5 separate regions of the Mus musculus genome follow, and all the other regions are linked to region 1. A link is a contact called in public ChIA-PET, Hi-C, HiChIP or PLAC-seq and promoter capture Hi-C data. All regions are on one chromosome and are shown on one strand. Each heading gives the region's core, a stretch centred on a gene start, on an enhancer-like site or on the middle of the called end of the contact. The rest is flanking DNA. Distances are from core to core; before and after follow the strand shown. Region 1 holds the start of Klhl24 (kelch-like 24). Region 2 has its middle 39 kb from the start of Gm35545. Region 3 holds the start of Fam131a (family with sequence similarity 131, member A). Region 4 holds the start of Olfr167 (olfactory receptor 167). Region 5 holds the start of Psmd2 (proteasome (prosome, macropain) 26S subunit, non-ATPase, 2).

Evidence for each region. Promoter capture Hi-C pulls out the DNA fragments that hold promoters and counts their contacts. Hi-C and Micro-C count contacts between places; a contact is called where the count stands out from the background. ChIA-PET counts read pairs in DNA pulled down with a chosen protein or histone mark. HiChIP or PLAC-seq counts read pairs in DNA pulled down with a chosen protein or histone mark.
Region 2: a Hi-C map of B cells shows a contact between it and region 1, with 8 read pairs. The contact joins the enhancer-like site here to the promoter of Klhl24 in region 1.
Region 3: a contact with region 1 is called in an H3K4me3 HiChIP or PLAC-seq map of stem cell-derived neural progenitor cells, with 3 times the contacts expected there. The contact joins the promoter of Fam131a here to the promoter of Klhl24 in region 1. A contact is called at or near these places in 1 of 39 promoter capture datasets (liver) and 1 of 115 datasets of contacts at active chromatin or transcription factors (stem cell-derived neural progenitor cells).
Region 4: a contact with region 1 is called in a promoter capture Hi-C map of stem cell-derived epiblast-like cells, with 3 times the contacts expected there. The contact joins the promoter of Olfr167 here to the promoter of Klhl24 in region 1.
Region 5: a contact with region 1 is called in an RNA polymerase II ChIA-PET map of effector CD8 T cells, with 6 read pairs. The contact joins the promoter of Psmd2 here to the promoter of Klhl24 in region 1. A contact is called at or near these places in 1 of 39 promoter capture datasets (cranial neural crest), 1 of 115 datasets of contacts at active chromatin or transcription factors (effector CD8 T cells) and 1 of 9 other capture datasets (pancreatic islet).

The regions. Positions count from the first base shown.
Region 1 is chr16:20,096,250-20,098,886 of GRCm38.p6, reverse strand. It overlaps Klhl24 (kelch-like 24), which reads right to left and starts at 1,333. Exons shown (of 8, transcript NM_029436.3): 1 at 1,216-1,333.
Region 2 is chr16:19,178,671-19,181,307 of GRCm38.p6, reverse strand. It overlaps Igl. Among named protein-coding and RNA genes, the nearest start is that of Gm35545, 39 kb to the left of the region's middle. Within about 2 kb of position 1,342, at least 27 of the 459 cell types and tissues checked have an H3K27ac peak or open chromatin away from gene starts, as enhancers often do. A contact at or near this core is called in B cells, where this site is marked.
Region 3 is chr16:20,693,731-20,696,367 of GRCm38.p6, reverse strand. It overlaps Fam131a (family with sequence similarity 131, member A), which reads right to left and starts at 1,311. Exons shown (of 6, transcript NM_133778.2): 1 at 1,191-1,311; 2 at 487-629. The coding sequence starts at 1,278.
Region 4 is chr16:19,514,297-19,516,933 of GRCm38.p6, reverse strand. It overlaps Olfr167 (olfactory receptor 167), which reads left to right and starts at 1,300. Exons shown (of 1, transcript NM_146935.1): 1 at 1,300-2,238. The coding sequence starts at 1,300. The coding sequence ends at 2,238.
Region 5 is chr16:20,650,301-20,652,937 of GRCm38.p6, reverse strand. Psmd2 (proteasome (prosome, macropain) 26S subunit, non-ATPase, 2) reads right to left here and starts at 1,286. Exons shown (of 21, transcript NM_134101.2): 1 at 1,087-1,286; 2 at 638-694; 3 at 181-345. The coding sequence starts at 1,221.

The DNA of each region.
Region 1 (2,637 bases), core at 84-2,583:
CCATAAGTTTAAGAGATTTGGAAAACCACCTTTAATATCCTCCGTCTGGAAATGACTGGGCTTTCGGTTATCTTAATGTACAGTTTTCCAAACACACCTTCAACTCACTTATCAGAAACTTCTCAATTACCTGGGAGATTAATACACGAAATTGTGTGCCCCAAAAAGGGAAAACTAAGAAAGCTCATTCAAAAATCCAAAACCAAAAAACTTTTAGGTGAATAACCTCAAAATATCTTTTTTTTTAAAGGTAAAAGCCACCGTTTATATTTTTAGTGGCAAGGGATACATATTAAATCCTAATAAAGAAAAACAAAACACCAAACCATTATCAACCATCAACCATCTGGTGGTTGTGCCAGGTGTCAGCTGAGAACACTAACAGAAAAAAAAATTGACATGATTAAAATCCGCTAGAGCTGATATTGAAGCTTCTCAAATGTGGCCTTGTGGGTCATCCTTTACTACCTAAGGCTGGACAGAGCAGGCAAGGGCAACTTCGCAGAGCTGCGCGCTGTCCTACGCCAGGAGCTACGGGTTAGCCCCCACCCCCTGGCCTCTGCAGGGCACGCCCCCTTCCTACCCACCGCCCCGCTGCTCCCCTCCCTCGGCGCCCGCGTCCTCCAGGTCACCTTCAGGCGAGGGCGGGACTGCCTGGCACGGGCCACCCACCTACCACCCCCTGCCAATAAAAATTCGGAACTCGCCGGCCCGGCCCGCCTGCAGCGCCCAATCCCGGCCGCCCGAACGATCTTCGCCTCGGGTGCCCAGGGCTTGGGGGCGGGAACATTGGGAACTAAATTAAGAAGCAGAGGGCCCTGAGAAGGAAGCGGGCAGCCGGGTGGGGGCTCCCCCGGGACGGCCCGAGGCCGCGCTCCCGGTAAACAAAGGCTTCGCGGGGGCGGGTAACGGTCAGGTGACCACGCCCCGCATGTTTCGCAACTGTGCTGCTGGCTGCTATGGCCCCAGCACCCCGATCCTTATCCGTGCTAGGCGACAGCACTCACGGTCACCCCACGGAAACTCCAGGTCCGAGGCCGAAACACTCCGGCCGCTTCCACCCTAAGTGTATTGCTGCCGCGGGGCTCGTCCCTGCCCTGTCCCCACGCCCGAGGCCGCATCGGGCTTCTGGCAGCCAGGGACCTCGCCTCCCTCCCGCCGGTGCCGGGGATCAGCGCCGCGGTCGCATGCCGCTTGGAGCGGCCACCCTGGTACCTCTCGGCGCAGGCTGGAAGCGGCACGAGCGGCGACCCCCGTCCCTGCTGCGCCGGCGTCTCCTCGAGCCACCGCCAGTCTCTGCCACTGCTCACAACAAAGGAAACATGTGACCGTCGAGCCAAAACACTTAGCGTCACCCACCCTTGGCCAATGGGGGGGAGGCATCCGCCTTCCCGGAGCATTCTGGGAGACGTAGTTTTTACTGCCGGTGGGCTCTCAGGCCATCTGGGTTCCGCTAGAGGGCGGAAACCCAACCCCGGGCTGCTAATTCCAAACATTTATTTAAGGTAGAATAAGATTAAAGGAATGCATCTTGATCAAGACAGAAGTGGTATGTTGATTGTTTTCAAAGAGCCCTTTACATCCCAAAGCCAAAGCACAAGACCAGGACTTAGCCAACCTTAGAGCTTGGAATAAGGCTTGTTTTAATTACCATGTTCTAACACACTTGGGAAATCAGAGGGCCTGAGAGGTGGAGTGTACTAGAAGCCTGGTCATAATTGCAGAGGACGCTTTCTTTGTAAATCTGTCAAGGTCGCTATCAGAGCCTCAGTTACTTTTTAAATTTAATTTAATTTTTGTCTTAATCAGATGCAGGAGTTGAACAAAAATTGTAACAAACCTTTATTTTCCGAGGCACATGGAATCTTCTTCAAGATGTTTTGTTTCTAGGAGATTCCTTTTCAAGGATGGCCGTCCTCTGCTCTTGAAAATGTTTGGATAGTTCTGGCTTCTGACAAAAGTTACGTACTTCTTCCTTCTGCACTTCATTAAGACAGCCTTGCCTCCGTTAAAATTAGATGTGTTGCCACAAGGTAGAGAGAGAGGAGCAGAGTTGACAGGCAGGCCATTTGATAAGCTTTTAGGTCTCCTTTTCATGTTCTATTAACTTAAAAAAAGCCTACTGAGTACTTCCTGGGGCGCGGGGGTGGGGGGTGGAGTGGGGGGGACCTTTCTTTGACTTTTCTAAGATTTATGGCTAGGCCTGCAGTAAAACTGCTTGCCACTCTGGCTTGACCAGTTGGTGCTATCAGCTTAGAGAGTCCTTTCTTTGGTTTTCTCTTGTCAAAGCAAGAAGATTTATTTTCATATTCTCTCCTTCCTTCCCTCGTCCTTTTCCCCTCCTCCCCTCTTTTCCTCCTCCTTCCTTCTCTTCCCCTCTCTTCTCCACAAATTGATTTAAACAAGATACATAACTTGAAGGAAAACTATCTAGAATTCTTTTTAAATTGTCTATTATTATTATTATTATTATTATTATTATTATTATTAATTCTTTGTGTGTGTCTGTATTGGCTATCTGAGTGCTGGTAAAGATCAGAGTCATTGGGTCCCCCTGGAGCTGCAGGTGCTGGGAGCTGAAATCCAGATAGAGCAATAAGTGCTCTTAGCCATTAAGTCATTTCTTCAGCTCTATTT
Region 2 (2,637 bases), core at 93-2,592, 920 kb after region 1:
CAGTTTCATGAGGTCCCATTTGTCAATTCTCGATCTTACAGCACAAGCCATTGCTGTTCTATTCAGGAATTTTTCCCCTGTGCCCATATCTTCGAGGCTTTTCCCCACTTTCTCCTCTATAAGTTTCAGTGTCTCTGGTTTTATGTGGAGCTCCTCGATCCACTTAGATTTGACCTTAGTACAAGGAGATAGGAATGGATCAATTCACATTCTTCTACATGATAACCACCAGTTGTGACAGCACCATTTGTTGAAAATGCTCTTTTTTTCCAATGGATGGTTTTAGCTCCCTTTTCAAAGATCAAGTGACCATAGGTGTGTGGGTTCATTTCTGGGTCTTCAATTCTATTCCATTGGTCTACTTGTCTGTCAGTATACCAGTTCCATGCAGTTTTTATCACAATTGCTCTGTAGTAAACCTTTAGGTCAGGCATCGTGATTTCACCAGAGGTTCTTTTATCCTTGAGAAGAGTTTTTGCTATCTTAGGTTTTTTGTTATTCCAGATGAATTTGCAGATTGCTCTTTCTAATTCATTGAAGAATTGAGTTGGAATTTTGATGGGGATTGCATTGAATCTGTAGATTGCTTTTGGCAATATAGCCATTTTTACAATAACAACAGATAATTTGAGGCAGTTCCAGAGCAGAGTCTGAAGTAAGAGGTTTGTATGAGGAATAAACTTTGAATGTAACTTCTAATTTGGGACTTTAACTAGAGGTTCACAAATCTTACAGCTCAGGAGATTTATGACACCAGGGCCTAGATCACCAGGCCTGGAATAGAAGGAATAAAAAGCTCATTCTGGCCATATGTACCAATTTGAAAGGTGTCAATGTCTTGAGCTTTACTGTCTTCTATGCCATTTACAAAACTTGGTAACATTCAAAATCAGAACAGGCATTTAGTAATCCTGTGAAACCAATACCTAGGACCTTCATTCCACTGCAGTGAAATCTCCAGAATCAGGTAGAATGGGCTCCTATCTAACTTAACTTAGTCCAGAGCCTTTCATCATGAAACAGGGAAACATGTTCGTCACAGTAAGGCACCTGCCTGTGCTCACACTGTGTGGAGTGCTGCCTCCTTCCAGGCAATGGACACTCTCATATAGAGGGATTTCTATTCATCATGCCAGTCTCATCTTGAGGAATGCAAAAAATCAACCAGCAATGAGAGCTGACAATGAGGATAAGCTGACATACAGGTACTATTATCAACCATCTACCAAAAACTAAGAGTGTGGATAGACAGCATTAAAGAGTCTAACAGAGCCTAGATATCTCCTTGTTTTGAAGAATACTCGAGTTGTTATACAGGAATAGATGCTACTTGCTCAATCTTTATCAGAACTGCACCCTGAGAAATTAACTTCCCCTCTGTGGTTTCCCTGTCTGTACTAGGGGGTGAGTATCAATCTGTCCAGGAAAGTGTGGAGTCATAGATTAATTGAACAGGAGCCTAGAGTATCCCTGGGCAGTGGGGATACTCAGTAATCTTCAGCTACCACTATCATCTCCTGAGATATTGCATAGGCCTGCCCTATAAAGGTAACAACCCTTCCCTAGAGCTTCACATTCCATCTGACCAATGAGCAGTTGAGTCATAAGTGTACACTACTGGGAAACAATTGATTTCCTATATGATAGAGTTGGCCAGGAATATAGGTTCTTCACTTGGTAAAGCAGCAATGTTTGAAGTTTGGCATATAGTAATAGTAAGAAGACATTACAAGCTCTGTGGAGTAGGTTGGGGCAGAGAGATGAACCTAGCTGCTTTACTGAGCCCACTATGACTGCAGCTGGCCACCCTTGAGAATCCACAAGCTAAAATTAGATCTGTGATAGCTGAAACAAAAACTCATGATCACAGAAAAAGAGAAATAAAAGGAAGTGAAACCAAGTCCATGACCAGCAAGGCATGGCCAGTAGGGGCAGGTGTGTCATTGGAGGGGCAGGGACCAGTTTTGAAAGTGTAGATGAGAGGTTGTGCATCTCAATGTTAGGGGCAACAGAGCCCCTTTGTACCTCATCCCCACTTTCATTCACATTCTTTGTGATGCTACACTTTGGCTGTCTCCATATACCAAGCTCAATAATGAATACTCAAATCCTGGAAGTTCATGGCCCAAAGATCTTTGTGACCAGACAGTGGTGGTCATGTGTGCTATCAGAGCACAAAGGAGTAAGCAACTTGGGTAGAGCACAAAACTCTCATGTGAACAGATATGAATGATTGAACAAGCACCAAAGTCTCACTTCTTCAGACTCTGTGATACAGAGGGATATTATCTGGCCTTTAAGGTACACTGACTTTGTTCCTTATGTCTAGAAGGTTGTAAACAGCCTTCCTATTATCCAATACTATTTCTTTTGGCAATCAGTCATGGAACCAACATGTGGAAACATATAGACAAGAGTTCATTGCTTTAGTGGGACATGGTATGGATGACTAGTGTACATGTGGTTTCAGTGGCTTGGAGCATTACCTGAATAGGTGTCAACAGAAGGAAACACTGTCCTACAGATCCAGGAAAAAATATCACTTTTATTTAAAGACAAGATTTCCTCTAGATAAAAGTCTAAATAGATCCACACAACATACTCTCAAGTTTGTTTCCAGTGGAAATTTGACTTTTT
Region 3 (2,637 bases), core at 62-2,561, 600 kb before region 1:
CCGTCCCTCTCCTTCAGTACCTGACTGACAGGGCCTCCAGATTGGCGCCGATAGCCTCTGGCCAGGCCTGTGGGAAGGGGAACCTGGCGGGTGTTTCCTGGCCGGCTCTCCCTCCCTCCCCTCTCTTCCCCCAGCCGGGGCCATCCATGCCCAGCGACGCTCCGCGCAGCTGCGGCCCTGGCCCAAAGAAAAAGGTGTATATCTCCCTGGCAACCCATCACCATGCAACAGGGTCTCCCGGGATACGGCCTGGGATGCGCTGACGTCAGCACCGAAGGCGCTAGCAAGCCAGCCCGCTGGCACCACGCCGAGCAGAGCAGACCGGCGCGGGGGCGGCCTGCCGGATAGCGCCTCCGCTAGCAGGAAAAAAGAGCCCGAAGCAGGATGGTGAGGCAGGAACGGGGAGGGGTCACACGAACCCTCAATGTGAACGCCACCCCCACCCCCACCCCCCGCCGCCAAACATGCACAGAAAAGGCGCAGCACCTCTGGCAAGTCCTGGCTGTCCACGGAAGAAGGACGGGGGGACCGACTCCAGCCTCGGAGAGTTCGAGCAGATCCCAGGGAGGACAGAGAGAGACCTCGAGGGAGTTCGATCCACTCCACAGCCCAGGCAGGGTCCGAAGCCACTGAGGAGTCGGGAGGGAACGGTGTTCATCTGCATTCCCACTTCTACCAAGACTGCCATTTTCACCGTGCTGCCGTGTCATTTTTTATTACCCCTCCCCCATCTCGCAGACAATCTGAGTTCACGCACATAACTCTCCTGAAACCCCCTATCCCACAACTGACTGTGGCATCCCTAAGGACACCTTCCTCTACAACTATTTTGCCATCAGAACTTACGTTACTCATACCCAAATATGAGTAACCCCTGACCTCTCCGCCCGCATCTCAACCCTTGAAAAGTGCATGAAATTTGCCCACCAGCACTGGCCCCCTCTCACTCTCCTTCTCCCCAGGATTCTTTCCTCTCACCAATCTCAACTGGGCTATCACTCCCAACAAACCCATGATTTTTCTAAGTTTCACCCTTGTAAGTCATTACCTAATGGCCCCAACCCGAGTCTCTCCCTTTCAGTCTGCTTCCCAATATCTAAACCAGAGAGAGTTTCCTCTCCACACCTGGTGTTCCTTTTTGCTCAGTTTCCCATCGCTTCCCAGATCACATCCATGATCTCTGCTCTCACCTCTGCGACTTGTCTGACAAGTCCATCGTCCTCCAGGCCCTTCGCGCTGCCACAGAAACATTTTGCCCAGCACAGAAATCATAGGCATGCTGGCTGTGTTGATGCAGAGAGCCCAAAGCCTGAACTGCTTCAGGCCCAGCTCCCAGTTCTATTCTTGTTTTGGCTCCGGATGCTGAGCCAGTCCCCTCCCCACTTGGAACTTATGCCTAGTCACATAAGGAGAACACTCCTGTCTCATAGCTTTGAGGAAGTGGGAGTGCCAGGGACCTCGCCAAGTTCTCTGGCTTGTGGGGCTGAGGCTCATCTTAGCTTACACAGTGCCAACTGGCCACGTACATCACAACTAACCTTTTAGCTGGAGCAGACGTCTCTGTCCCTGGGCCTCAGCCAGTTGGTGGTCCCCAGAAATGCTACCAACCAGAAAGAAAACAGGTTACTGGCTATGCCAGACGCCTACCTGGTACTCAAGGCCAGTCCTGAGGTCAGTCACACTCTTCCCTGACTACAGGAGAGGATGACTTCCTGAACTCCGTGCAGACCAGGAGTCAGAGCGCCCTGCCACTTCTTCTTTTTTTTTTTTTTTCGAGACAGGGTTTCTCTGTGTAGCCCTGGCTGTCCTGGAACTCACTTTGTAGACCAGGCTGGCCTCAGAAATCCACCTGCCTCTGCCTCCAGAGTGCTGGGACTAAAGGCGTGCGCCACCACGCCCGGCTGCCTTGCCACTTCTTAAATTCATAACCCACGAGGTTATTTCTGGGACTACAAATCCCAGAATTTAAGGGAAGTCCACATTTCAGCCAGAGTTTACTTGTAAAAGACCTCAAACATCAACCATACTAATGCTTTGTGTGATTGACCACCTGCTTGGAGATCCCAGGACCCATTCCGAACTAATTCCTTGACACAGGAGGTAGGCTGGCTGACCTAGAGCTAAAGTGCTTCTCTCCTCACCCCACCGCCCCCGACCACATACATGTTTTCATGGAAAAGAAGGCCTGAGCAGGGCTCAGCGGCTATAGGAAGACCTGGACTTTTTCTGCTCGGAATAAGTGTGATTTGTTTTGTTTGTTTGTTTTGTTTTGTTTGGGGGGGGGGTAATAGGAATAAAATTATCTGTGAGCGTGAGAGGTTATCAATTTGCTCACAGATGCTCCACCTGGGGCTTCCGACCCTTTAATCAACCAGCTGGGAGACGCTCTGAGCAAGTGTTAGGCAAAAACTAGCGTTCGGTGGGGTACTTGGCCAGCATTTGCAAACTGACTCCTGAGGATGAGAGCACCCAGGTAGGAGAGGCAGGTTCACAGCAAAGAGCCACTCCTAAGACACTGAGATCAGAGAGGTAGGTGTAGGCAATGAAGTATGTATATACAAAAGGCTAGTTGCCTGGAGCCCGGGAAGGTGGGGGCCGCAGGTTGGCCTGCGGCTCCCAGGCTGTGCCCCCGCAGCC
Region 4 (2,637 bases), core at 51-2,550, 580 kb after region 1:
TTCAGAAATTCATTACCAGAATCTCTAATTCCCTTCTTAAAAGAATTGATATCTGTGTTATAGACTTAATAGCTCTCCTAAAGATGCCAATTTTTCTGATAATACCTACATTTTCCCAGTCATTTCTTACTTATTTTATGGATAGGTTTGTGTGTTTATATGTATATGTGTTTGTATATTCCTAAGTGCTATATCTTCCTCTTCAGTCTGCAGATTCCCAGGCTGATATTCTTTGGCTCTAGCACAGAGAAGCATATCACACACTCTCTGGGCCCAGTATGCTAAGCCTTCTGCTGGCAGCAACCTCTCTTGGAGGGGAGGGAACCACGCTCATGCTCATTCTGAAGACTCAGGATTTCTTTTCCCTCCCAGAATTTAGCACCTGAATGGAGTACATTAACAAGCCTGAAACAAACTCTGAAAGGTCCCGAGTCCTCTTTTATAGTAATTTCTCTGCTTTATATTATGTAATTTTAAATCTACAGCAGTCATTTCCTTATTATTTCAGTTAATTCTAAGATGAAAAAGTAATAAACGAATCTGCTTAGATTTCTACCTTATGTTCTAGATAAAAGAAAAAACATTAAGGAGTGAAGAAAAAAAGGGAAGTGCTCTGTGAGGTTCCAAGAAGGAGTTGACACACACTTGTTCCATTTGTGGGGTGGATATGTTGGGCGGATGTACACAAACAGGATCTAGTTAGATGTTCCAAATGTGCATGAAGAAGGAAAAGAAAATGACCTTGTGTGGTTGAAAATTGTCCATAAGTATTATTTATAGACTTTTAAAGAAATAACACTTGTATTTTATAAGATCTTTTTCATTAATGTGGAGCGTATGTATCAGAAAGAAAAAGAAATTTGAATGATATTATTAACTGTTCCATTTTTGTGTGTATCTTAGGGCCAGAGTATGACAGAAAGAGTCATCATGATTGGAAAAAAATTATTAAATTATGGGTATGTGTTTTAGATATTTAAATTGGTTCCAAACATGCAGTATGAAGTCGCATGTTCATAATATCTCATATTGTTAGGAATAAAATATCAATTTTTAATAAGGCCATTATGGAAATATTTGCATAGGTACTCAAATTTCATTAAGATATTTTGTGCATATACATTGGTTTTTCTCCCAACTTATGTATGAGACAGAAGATGAGTCAAAGTACACTGTGTATTTTTTGTTTAGCAGTTATGATTATTCTCAGTCTGGTGAAAATCATGAATTGAATAATTTTATTGTGTTTAATGAATTTACTGTTGCACATGTTTCTAAGAAAATGTAAATGAACACCAAATGGATAGTTATAATCAAACATTTACAGGTTTCATTTTATTGGGATTGTTCCCACCATCAAAAATAGGTCTGTTCCTCTTCATTCTCATTGTTCTCATCTTTCTGACAGCTTGGATTGGTAACCTGTCCATGATCCTCCTCATCCTCCTGGATTCACATCTCCACACACCCATGTATTTTTTACTTAGTCAGCTTTCTCTTATTGACTTAAATTACATCTCTACCATTGTCCCTAAAATGGTATCTGACTTTATGTTAGGTAATAAATACATCTCCTTCATTGGGTGTGGATTTCAGATTTTCCTCTTCTTGACTTTTGGGGGTGCAGAAACCCTTTTGTTGGCATCTATGGCCTATGACCGTTATGTGGCTATTTGTTTTCCTCTCCACTATGCCACACATATGAATAAAAGAGTCTGTGTGATGATGATAACAGGAGCTTGGATTCTGGGCTCCATTAATTCCTGTGCTCATACTGGATATGCACTCCAAATTCCTTACTGCAGATCCAGAGCCATCAACCATTTCTTCTGTGATGTCCCTGCCATGTTGACTCTGGCTTGCACAGACACATGGGTCTATGAGTATACAGTGTTTGTGAGTACAATCCTCTTTCTTGTGTTTCCATTCATTGGAATAGTGTGTTCCTATGGTCGTGTTTTCCTTGCTATCTACCGTATGCATTCTAGGGCGGGGAAGAAGAAGGCCTATTCTACCTGTAGCACTCACCTCACTGTTGTAACTTTCTACTACGCACCATTTGCTTACACCTATCTACGCCCAAGATCCCTCCGATCCCCAGAAGAGGACAAGATTCTTGCAGTCTTCTACACAGTTCTCACCCCAATGCTAAATCCTATCATCTATAGCCTGAGAAACAAAGAAGTGATTGGGGCCCTGAGAAGGATGACTCACAGAATTTGCTTTGCAAAAATATAGACAAGTTGCTTCCGTGAATCCAGAATTTATGCACAAGTATATACAGCATTAGTTTTCTCCAGTTAATAACAACTCAAATATCCCAAAAGATATTAGGATAATAAAGGTTAAGTACTCGGATCGATCTCTTAAGTAAAAATTAGGGAGAAAAATGTCATTCTTTTTTCTTTGTCTCTCACTAATTTTATTCTTGAGATTATAATATAATTACATTTTTCCCTTACCTTTCTCCCTCCAACCACCCTGTATATCTCTTCCCACTTTCCTCGAAATTCATGGCCTATTTTCAGTAATTGTTTTTGCAGGCATATACATGTATGCCCATAACCTGTTTTGTCGACATAATTTCATTTGCATGTATGTTTTCAGGTCTTATAATTTGGCAATAGACAAACAAGT
Region 5 (2,637 bases), core at 37-2,536, 550 kb before region 1:
TTAAGATATAATGAAGCAGAAACTTCTAAGGAGCTGAGAAGCATTCTCAGGCTTTCCACTGGAGAATCAGTCTCACTGTGATGAACTTTCCAGCTAGATGGGGTCCACTAGGCTTTCAGTGACTTAGCATTAAAAAAGGAATTATTCAACTGGACAGGTCCCAGCCATATTCTGAATTACCTTATTCTCCCCAGGGGCCATGTTCTCATAGATTTCCTTCAATTTGCCATAGTGTGGACGCAGAAATTTGAGAGGCTTGGGTACTGAAGTCATGGAAGTTGTAGAAGAACGAATTTGTCTTCTCAGTTCCTCCAGAGCTGGTCGATATAGAGATGTATCTTTCTCCTAATAGGGGATGTTAATGCTCAGACCAAAAGGAGTCACATTTCTCCACATCACGACCCATACATACTTAACCAATGCTTTGGTCAAAGACATAACTGGCTCCTATTTCATGATGCCTCAACCCCTGTAAATGACCTGAGACCCATGACCCCATTTAAATACCCTTTGTAACTCTTCCCTCAAATTATCGTAATATCTAATATGTGGTATCTAATTGTTGCCTCAAAATGAAATAGAGTAAACAAATGAGAAACATCAACTATACTCCCCCTGTAGTAACATCTTGACTCACCCCGAGTCGCTCCACGAGCATCTCCAGTTCATCTTGAAGCTGTTTGTCCTCCTCAGACTGGAGGGTTAGGGGAAGAAGCTCATCAAAAGTGGGGACCCGAATCACATTCTCCTCCCACTTACCCCGGGACAGGTGAAGAGTGTGAATGTCTATGGACAAGAAGAGGGCGTGGGATAGGGAAGCAGCCCTATAGGAAAGGCTGTCTACCTTAGGAACCAGGCAGACTCTGCTTGGAAGCCATTCTAGGAAATAACCAAAGAACCGCGATGTGATGGTGAGGGCCTCAGGGAGTGACAGTGCGTAATGGGGCGGGCAGGGTATAAAGAAAGGGTCGCCCCATCCTGAGTCTCCCCGGTGCGGTGGGCAGTACGGAGTCGGGCCCGAGGCCTTCGAGCCAGCAGTGACTCAGCCCAAGGCCTCCTCCTCGGGCTCCCCAGGCTGCGCCTCACCAGCTCCTGCTCTTTGTCTTTTTCCCCGGCATCCCTTCGCTCCTTGCCACTCGACTTCTCGTCCGCGCCGCTGGGGGTTGTCGCGGAGGGCTGTTGGGACTGCACGGGTGTCTTGTCTCGTCCACCCTCCTCCATCTCCGCCACTACTGCCGGCCTGCTGCGCGCGCACCTGCTCGCACCGCCCCTTTTCCCAGAAGGCCACGCGCGTTGTCCTCCAGACCGGAAGCGCCCTGCGGATCCCGAGTCCCGCCCTCTGGAGCAGGACGGGAATTACTGTTCCGGCTTCCAGCCCGAACGGCTACTGTTGAGTTAGGGTGTCTCTGTGCGTGCAAGGGTGGTCTGACTGCAGAGATGCCTAGCTCTCCGATCCTGTAGCTTCACCACAACTGGATGCATGGTACGATGAGAAGGTCATCCTGAAGACAGGACGTCCATACATGTTCATGCTTGCTTTAGTCCTCTGTAGGAGATTTCTATGAGCTCAAAACTCTTCAAGTCTTGACCGAGTCTGTGTGACTTCGGTGTAATTATGCCACTACTACTGTGGAATAGTAACCGCAAACCATTTCCCCCAAAGTGAAGATGAAATTTACTTATTTATTATCCCAGGTTAGCCTCGAACTTACTTTCTAGCAGAGAATAACTTCATTACAGACATGAGCTGCTGATGCGTGTAGATCTTGGATTCTAGGCATAACCATCCATTTCCACTGCCAATGACTTCTTCAGCCTTTGGAGAGAGATTGAACAGCCCATTGCTGCTCTGCCTGTTCTATAGCCGTATAGTCCTCTGTAGGAAATGTCTACCGGTTTCTGTTTCTATGACTTCTATCACAGATAAGAATACATACATACGTACATACATGCATACATATATCAGGCACATACCATATGTATGGTATATAAATATTTAGTATGTATATTTCATGTATACATATGTGTGTATATGTATATATGTGTGTATATGTATATATATATATATATATAATCAACAGTCACATACCAATTAGTATGTTGGAGATGAATTGGAAATTGTGCCCTAAAAGGTTTATCAAGAAGCTGATGAGTCCAGATGAAGAGGATATGAAAAGCTGTTGGGATATATTTCAAGTTATTTTGTAGGAATACATTGTTTTGAAATAAAAACTTGGAAAAATGTGGGAAACTCAAACTTTCAAAACATGATATTAGAAACAAATCCTGCCATGCACCAGCAGTGTGGTTTTGGTAAGCTACCTAAATTAAGTCTGTTTTCTGCCTATGTGAAGTACAAAAAGTTTCTCTTGTAAGAACACTTAAAGAATGAAATGAGCTGGGCAGTGGTGGCGCACACCTATAATCCCAGCACTTGGGAGGCAGAGGCAGGCAGATTTCTGAGTCCAGCCTGGTCTACAGAGTGAGTTCCAGGACACAGAAAAACCCTGTCTCAAAAAAAAACAAAAAAAAAAAAAAAAGAAAAGAAAGAAAGACAGACAGAAAGAAAGAAATGAGCCAGGCATCGTGGCCCATACTTTCAATCCCAATATTTGGGATTAAATAAGGAGGCAAAGG